Linked DNA regions of Mus musculus: region 1 is linked to region 2. The links are chromatin contacts, called in public HiChIP or PLAC-seq maps. All regions are on one chromosome and are shown on one strand. Each heading gives the region's core, a stretch centred on a gene start, on an enhancer-like site or on the middle of the called end of the contact. The rest is flanking DNA. Distances are from core to core; before and after follow the strand shown. Region 1 holds the start of Cdk11b (cyclin-dependent kinase 11B). Region 2 holds the start of Nadk (NAD kinase).

The links. HiChIP or PLAC-seq counts read pairs in DNA pulled down with a chosen protein or histone mark.
Region 1: an H3K4me3 HiChIP or PLAC-seq map of embryonic stem cells shows a contact between it and region 2, with 36 read pairs. The contact joins the promoter of Cdk11b here to the promoter of Nadk in region 2. A contact is called at or near these places in 4 of 39 promoter capture datasets (cranial neural crest, frontonasal cranial neural crest, liver and 1 more), 7 of 484 Hi-C or Micro-C datasets (CD4 T cells, beige adipocytes, bone marrow-derived macrophages and 4 more), 7 of 115 datasets of contacts at active chromatin or transcription factors (the SCID.adh cell line, effector CD8 T cells, embryonic stem cells and 2 more) and 4 of 9 other capture datasets (adipose tissue, liver, macrophages and 1 more).

What each region holds. Positions count from the first base shown.
Region 1 is chr4:155,623,527-155,626,782 of GRCm38.p6, reverse strand. It overlaps Cdk11b (cyclin-dependent kinase 11B), which reads right to left and starts at 1,929. Exons shown (of 20, transcript NM_007661.4): 1 at 1,842-1,929; 2 at 1,129-1,252; 3 at 1-9. The coding sequence starts at 1,239. It overlaps Gm16023 (predicted gene 16023), which reads left to right and starts at 2,028. Exons shown (of 3, transcript NR_040441.1): 1 at 2,028-2,424.
Region 2 is chr4:155,562,172-155,565,480 of GRCm38.p6, reverse strand. Nadk (NAD kinase) reads right to left here and starts at 1,666. Exons shown (of 12, transcript NM_001159637.1): 1 at 1,502-1,666.

The DNA of each region.
Region 1 (3,256 bases), core at 680-3,179, 61 kb before region 2:
GTCATCAGACTAAGAAGCAAAGGAAAATGAAGCATTGAGTCATTTTCCTTATCAATCACCTTTCTTCTTTGTCTATCTTTGAAAAATAACTTGTTATGTAGCTCAAGACGGTTTTTGAGCTAGAAACCTGCCTCCGTCTTCAAAATGCTGAGGTTACATCACTGTACATCACTGTACATCACCATACGTAGCTCACTATATATATGCACAGACACACACATATATAGGAAGTATATGTGTGTATATATATATGCATATATACACATATATGCACACATACATACAAATGCACATATATATAATTATACATATACATAAAATATACATTGCACTGGCTGGCTTTGAACTCAATAGATCTGCCTGCCTCAGCCTCCTGAGTTCTTGAGTGTTAGGATTAAAGGTTGTACAGGTTAAATATCTTTAAGGATAATTGAAGTTTGCTAACCAACTCTAAATATACATTTTTTGAATAGAAACTTCAAATATTAATTTTGTTCAAAACTCATGTAATTAAAATCACTTTTTTTTTTTTTGGTAACCTGAAACCTGAGAACAGAAAATTTAAAACATTGTACATGATAAGGGTCATAAGACTATATGAACGTTAGTTTTTCTGAGCCAAAACTAAGACTTTAGTTGGATTTTTACACACGAAATACATCATACATATATTGACAATAAGAAGCACTTATATCAATGTTTCTTATCCAGTCACCTAAGGACTCTAAATATATCATCATCCAAAGCAAGGTAATTACAAAGCACTCATTTTAATTGCAAGGAAAGTTCCCACTTTATTAAAAATGCTTGGTAAATGGTATTATGAATATACTAATAATGAAATGAGAAAAATTAGTCTGGTGGCAGTAATGATTCTAGGTTCAGAATATTTTATTTTGTAACGAGATATTCTCATTTCGATACAGCTTCAGTGTGTTATTAATCTATCTTCAACGTCAACTGAGTATATGAATGTTTTTGTTAATTTTAGAATAGATTTTGGGCTCACCTGTGACATTTGGAAGTACAAAAGAACTTCACCGAAGAAGCGTTGTTCTAATGGAAAAATGAGGGCAAAGAAATTAAATCTTCTTTAAGAAAACCACTTACTTAAAAAACATAGCTTACATTTTTTAAGCGTTTTATCTCTGCTTTCTCCTCTTGTTCTTTCCTTCGTTTCTTTTCCTGGAGAATTTCATCTAACGTTTTCACTTTCCAAGAGTCCTTTTCATCACCCATTTGAGTTAAAACACTGCAAAAAGAAAAACAATTCAAGCAACCTCGGGACACAGAAAGCTACGGTCGGTCTGTCGGTCTGTCTTTTCCGAACACTTAAGTCTAATCGTTAGTGTTTCAGAGTAAGTCCCGGTAGGTCGGAAGGATTCTGCCTGAATACACTGTCGTTTCTGTCATTCCTGTAAGGTTTTGGGTAACTTAGTTTACCTCAGTGTTTTCCGTAAAACGCAACCATCATCATCCACGTAACGGTACTGTTCTAGGATGAAAGACCATCCAGGTCATTTCAGTGCCTCGCACTCAACACACTCTGCCTTAGGTGTCAAAAGGTTGTATGAGAAAGCTCCAGGACGCGGGGAGGCCTGGGTGACAGGTAAGATCAAGGTGCACTGTCAAGCGCGGGACTCCGGGGCGGGGTCCCACTTCTGAGGGTTCAGTCACGCAAACCTGAGGCAAGGGCCGGCTCCGGGGGCCGCCAGGCCTGCCGCCTCCACCGCCCTCAGCTCCGTGTGGAGCGAGACTGCTCCGCGGCAGCAGCGTGTCGCCAGCCGCGATTCTTCAGGGGCGCCGTAAACCCTGCTCCGAACCCCCGCGCCGCTACTCACCCCTGCGCCGCTACAGCCGCCGCAGCCGGTCCTGGAGTCTGGGAAGGAACAGCGCCCGGCGCGCGCCAGGATTGTCGTCACTTCCTCCGCGGAAGCGTGATGATGACGTACGACGACGACGACGAACCGCGTGTGCGCTCGACTTTTTTTGGCCGCCCCACAGTACCTTGCGCGCACCGGAAGTGTCCTTACATCGTGAGTTGGCTCCTGCCAACGACGCGAGGCTGGGCGGATAAAAGCGAAGTAGCGTCTGGTAACGTCCTGGGGTGTCTCCGAGAGATGACGTTTCGAGACGATGCGCTCGGCCGTCTGCGGAAACCGGAAACCGTGCCTCCCGCTGCACCTTCGCTCTGCCAGGCAGGGCTACCTCCAGGCACTCGGTAGCGTAGTCTGCAGGCCGAGCAGCATTTGCACTCGTGACAAGCTGCTTGTGCCACTCAACCTTCCGCAGCCAGACATTTGTTTCTACCCATCAGACTAATTGCTCTGACGTATAGACGCCTCCAAAGTGGCGTCGTGCCATCCAATGGAAAAACAAGTTGTCTTTCTGACCTACCCAGGACCCAGGAAGCTGAATTCACAGGTAGGCTAGTTAACATCCTATGATGAGGAAGTCCCCTGCACAAGAAAACATTGAAACGAATCCAGTTTCCTCAGCCAACCTCCTTAAAACAACCTCTTCTGCTTGGCCTACGATAGTGGTTGAGTCTTTATGTTATTGTTTTGCTTTGAAATAGAGTTTAGTACGTAGACCTAGCCTCTATTTCTGGCCTGTATCTCTGTATTCTTTTTGTTTTCTTTTCATTCTAAATGCTGAAGTGTCTAGACACTTCTCAAACGTGTACTTAAACCACCTGAAGGTCTTAAAGGTTTTTACGATTCCACTAAAAACCTATTAACCTATCAGGGCTTATGGAAGAGAGAGCAGAAAGGAAAATTCCAGCTGCTTGTTTTTGTCAGGTTATCCTGTGGGTATTGGGGAAAAAAACAAACAAACAAAAAGCAATGCCATGCATCAGTGGAGCACACCTTTAATGCCAGCACTAGGGAGACAGAAGCAGGCGGACCTCTTGTGAGTTTGAGGCCAGCCTGGTCTACAGAGCTAGTTCTAGGACAGCCAAGGCTACAAAAGCAGCTCTGTATCGTGAAACAAAAAATAGCAATATGATTAAATTTCTTGAGTTAGGGTCAGAAACAAACAAAATGAAAAGGAAACCACTGTTAGTTATGACTGTGAAATGGTAAGATGTGAAAGAATATAACAACTAGTGTATGAAAAAAATGAGGGATATTGGAGTGAAACACTTTGTGATCCCAGCTCTTACTTTGCCTCCAGAGTTATCAGTGACTTGGAAACTAAGTCTGATTTCAGTAGCATACATAACAGAGTTATACAAGCCAGGTGGTGGTGGCTC
Region 2 (3,309 bases), core at 417-2,916:
AGTCACCCTTGGCTACACAGGGAATTAGAAATCAGCTTGGCATACATAAAGTTATGTCTAAAAACAAAGGAAGGATCAGAGACATGGCTCAGTAGACAAAGGCACTTACTGCCAAGCCTGATGTCTTGGGTTTGATCCATGGAGCCCATGGAGCAGGAGGAGAAAACCAACACTTGGAAGCTCTTCCTTCCATTCATGAGCAGTAGAGTAGCAAGTGTCCACTCCCATTAAAAAAAAAAGGAAAAAACCACCACTTGCTTCTCTCCATCTCCAAGTGATGCCTAGAGAGCTAAACTATTCATTTAAGTACTGCTGTTTTATCTGTTAGCCACTTCTACCCAAAAGGAGGGGTGGGGGATGGATTGTGGCTCAGTGGGACAGCACTTGTGTGAGGATCTGGGCTGGACCTGTAGCACTTCAAACAAGATGAAAAAGAAAAAAAATGAATAAAACTGCATCGTTTTTAATAAATAAATCTACAAAGAAGAAAATGCAGAAGCATTCTGAGATGCCACCTCCAAATGAAGAAGCTACCTGGTCATACTGTATATTGGCACCCGTGGCTGTCCCAGAGCCCAAGATGGGCAGTGTAAGTCACAGTGAAGTCACTGCTGAGGACAAATACGTTCAGAGGGAAGGTGCCGTGCTTTTAATTACCAAGGCGAGGATGCCAGCTTTCCGGCCCGTGGAAACTGACAGTGATACATGAAACCAATGAATATAAGTTTGAATAACACTCTTCTCAAGAGGCAAGCCAAACGAATAAGTTTTGAACCAAAACAGAGAGTTTCCCAAACAAGAAAGGAAAAACAAGTCGCTATTCAGAATCAATGCCAGGAGAAAGCCCATTGCTTGGGAGAGCTGGAAAGAGACGCCGGATCTTGGCCAAGCAAAGGCAGATCCTGGGACTGCGCTGGGCACGCCCTGTTCCCATAACGAAGAAACCTGCCAGAGGCCAAGACAAGCGGCCTGTGAGTGTGACATCCTGAGAGGCAGCAGCCTCTAGGAACATCTCCATGGACTCTTCAGGACTTTGGAAGCTCCTGGCAAGTACTGGATACCAAGTTTACGATGGGGTTTTGGAGAGTTTCACACCTCGATTGCTTACAAAACGCTCGTCTGACTACTTTGCCCACATGCCAAGGTCTCTGGCGCTTGCTAAGGCCCCACTGGAAGACCAATGGAGCCGATTCGGCTGCGGTGCTGCGCGCTGAACTGGCTTAGAACAGAACGGCGGCCTACATGGCTTCTCCCGGGACCCGAACCTCTGACTCGTCCCCCTAAACCCAAGGCCGGACCAGATCTTCAGACCTGTCCCTTAGGCTCCTTCCCCGAGACCACGCGTCATCCTGGCTGCAACCCACGTTCGGACGCAGGGAGGCGCGTCAGAGCCACCAGCGCCCGGCCTCGGGCAGGTGGGCAGGGCCGGCGCCGTGACCCTGTCTTCACGGGTCCCGGCCAGTGACGCCGGGCAGAGGGCGACCCCAGGCCCCGCACTCACCGTCGGCTGCCGCGCGCCCGCGTGGACGTCTACATGCTGGGCCGAGCAGGCGGTCCCTGCTGCCCTACTGCTACCTGGCTCTCAGCGACCCAGCCGCCCGCCACCCCATGGCCGCTCGGTCCAGAGACCGGCACCACCAAGCCCCGCTGCGCCGCGGCTGTCAGTGCGCAAGCGCAGCCCGCACGCATGCGCTGCAGGGCACGTGGGGAGAGCGGCGCAGCCGCACCTACACAGGCGTGCACGCAAACTTCGGGTTTTTCAAAACCCTTTGTAGGCCAAGGATCAGAGGCTGGGGGGTGGGGTGGGGGGTGGGAGACGTGAAGAGGGAGGGGCGAGGCAAAGGGGAGGCGGGGCCGAGAGGAAGTGGGCGGGACACAGGAGTAGGAGGCGGGGCAAAGGAACTGAAACAGGGCATAGCGGAATGGGATGGGGACAAGGAGCGGAAGACAGCACGGGGGGGTGGGGCCAAGGTTGGAGAAAGGGGAGGGGCAGACGGGTAGGAGAAGGGGCAGGCAGAGTGGGAGGGACAGGTCGCAAGAGGGCAGAGCTGGAAAGGGACGGAACTAAGGAGACTAAGCCGGAGGGAAGGGGAAGATCGGGAGAGTGGGCGGGGCCAAAGGGTGGAGGAGTCGGGGCGGAAGGGGAGGCGGGGCAGAGGGTGAGGGAGAAAAAAAAGAAAAAAAGAAAAAAAAAAGAGTAACCGAGGAGGGGCAAAAAGCTCAGTCCCAGCAGCAACAGAGAAAACCACCAGATTCTCTCCCTTTTCTTTCTTTCTTTCTTTCTTTCTTTCTTTCTTTCTTTCTTTCTTTCTTTCTTTCTTTCTTTCTTTCTTTCTTTCTTTCTTTTGCCTCCTTGCCTCGCGGTCTGATCTTTATTCCTGTCCTACGTCACACTCAGTTTGCTTTTTGCTGGCGAGGTCTCCAGGACCATGTGGACAACGCGGGCCAGCTTTGTGGGAAGGTGGGCTTCGTGCCAGGCTCCTGTTCCCACGTTGTTCTTAATGTCCAGCGCATGGACCTGGTATCTTTCAGAAGCAGAACTCGGGTGACAGCGCTCATATGGCTCTCAGGCCCACCAGCAGTGACCTGACACCCTTTGGCAACTGGCAAGGACTTGAGCCTGAAAGTAACAAACCTGACAGCTGGTTGATACAATGGTTCACTACTTTAATCCCAGAGATGAGAGCTCCGGATTTCTAGGAATTCGAGGCCAGCCAGGGGTACCATAGTTAGAGACCCTATCTCAAAAAGAAAAACAAAGTCTTGATAGTTGAGAAGCGACTGTGTAAATAGCGTGCCTCACCCACAGCTGTAAGGAGGGAAAGAGGGAGGCCACCGACTTTGTAGCTGAGCCAGGGATATGCTGAACTGGTGGACATGCTCGTGCATTGATATCCACCAGTGTGCACAGTGCACCAGTAGGTGTTTTCGCAGTCCCGACTCCCAGCACTGTAGTTTTAAGATGTTCACACTATTGCCCTTCCTGTATAGCCCAATCTCCACGCTTCCCCACAGCCCCCCATACCTGCTGCAGTCAGGATGTTCTCTGGTGGGAACTCCTGAGACCTGTGTGCTGTCCTTCCAAAAAGAACACATCAATGCAGTGGGGACGGAAAATAGTGGGTAGGGAGGATGGTGGGAATTTGCGGGGATTTCTTAAATTTTGTAACTTCCTCATGAGTTTTGTAAGCCTAACTTCTTCCCCAGAGTGAACGCCAGCCACACCCACCGAAGGCTGTAACTATGCTGCTATTGTATTATATAACACTTGATTGGTATCTAGTGGTAAATGGCAGGCACATGGCCAGC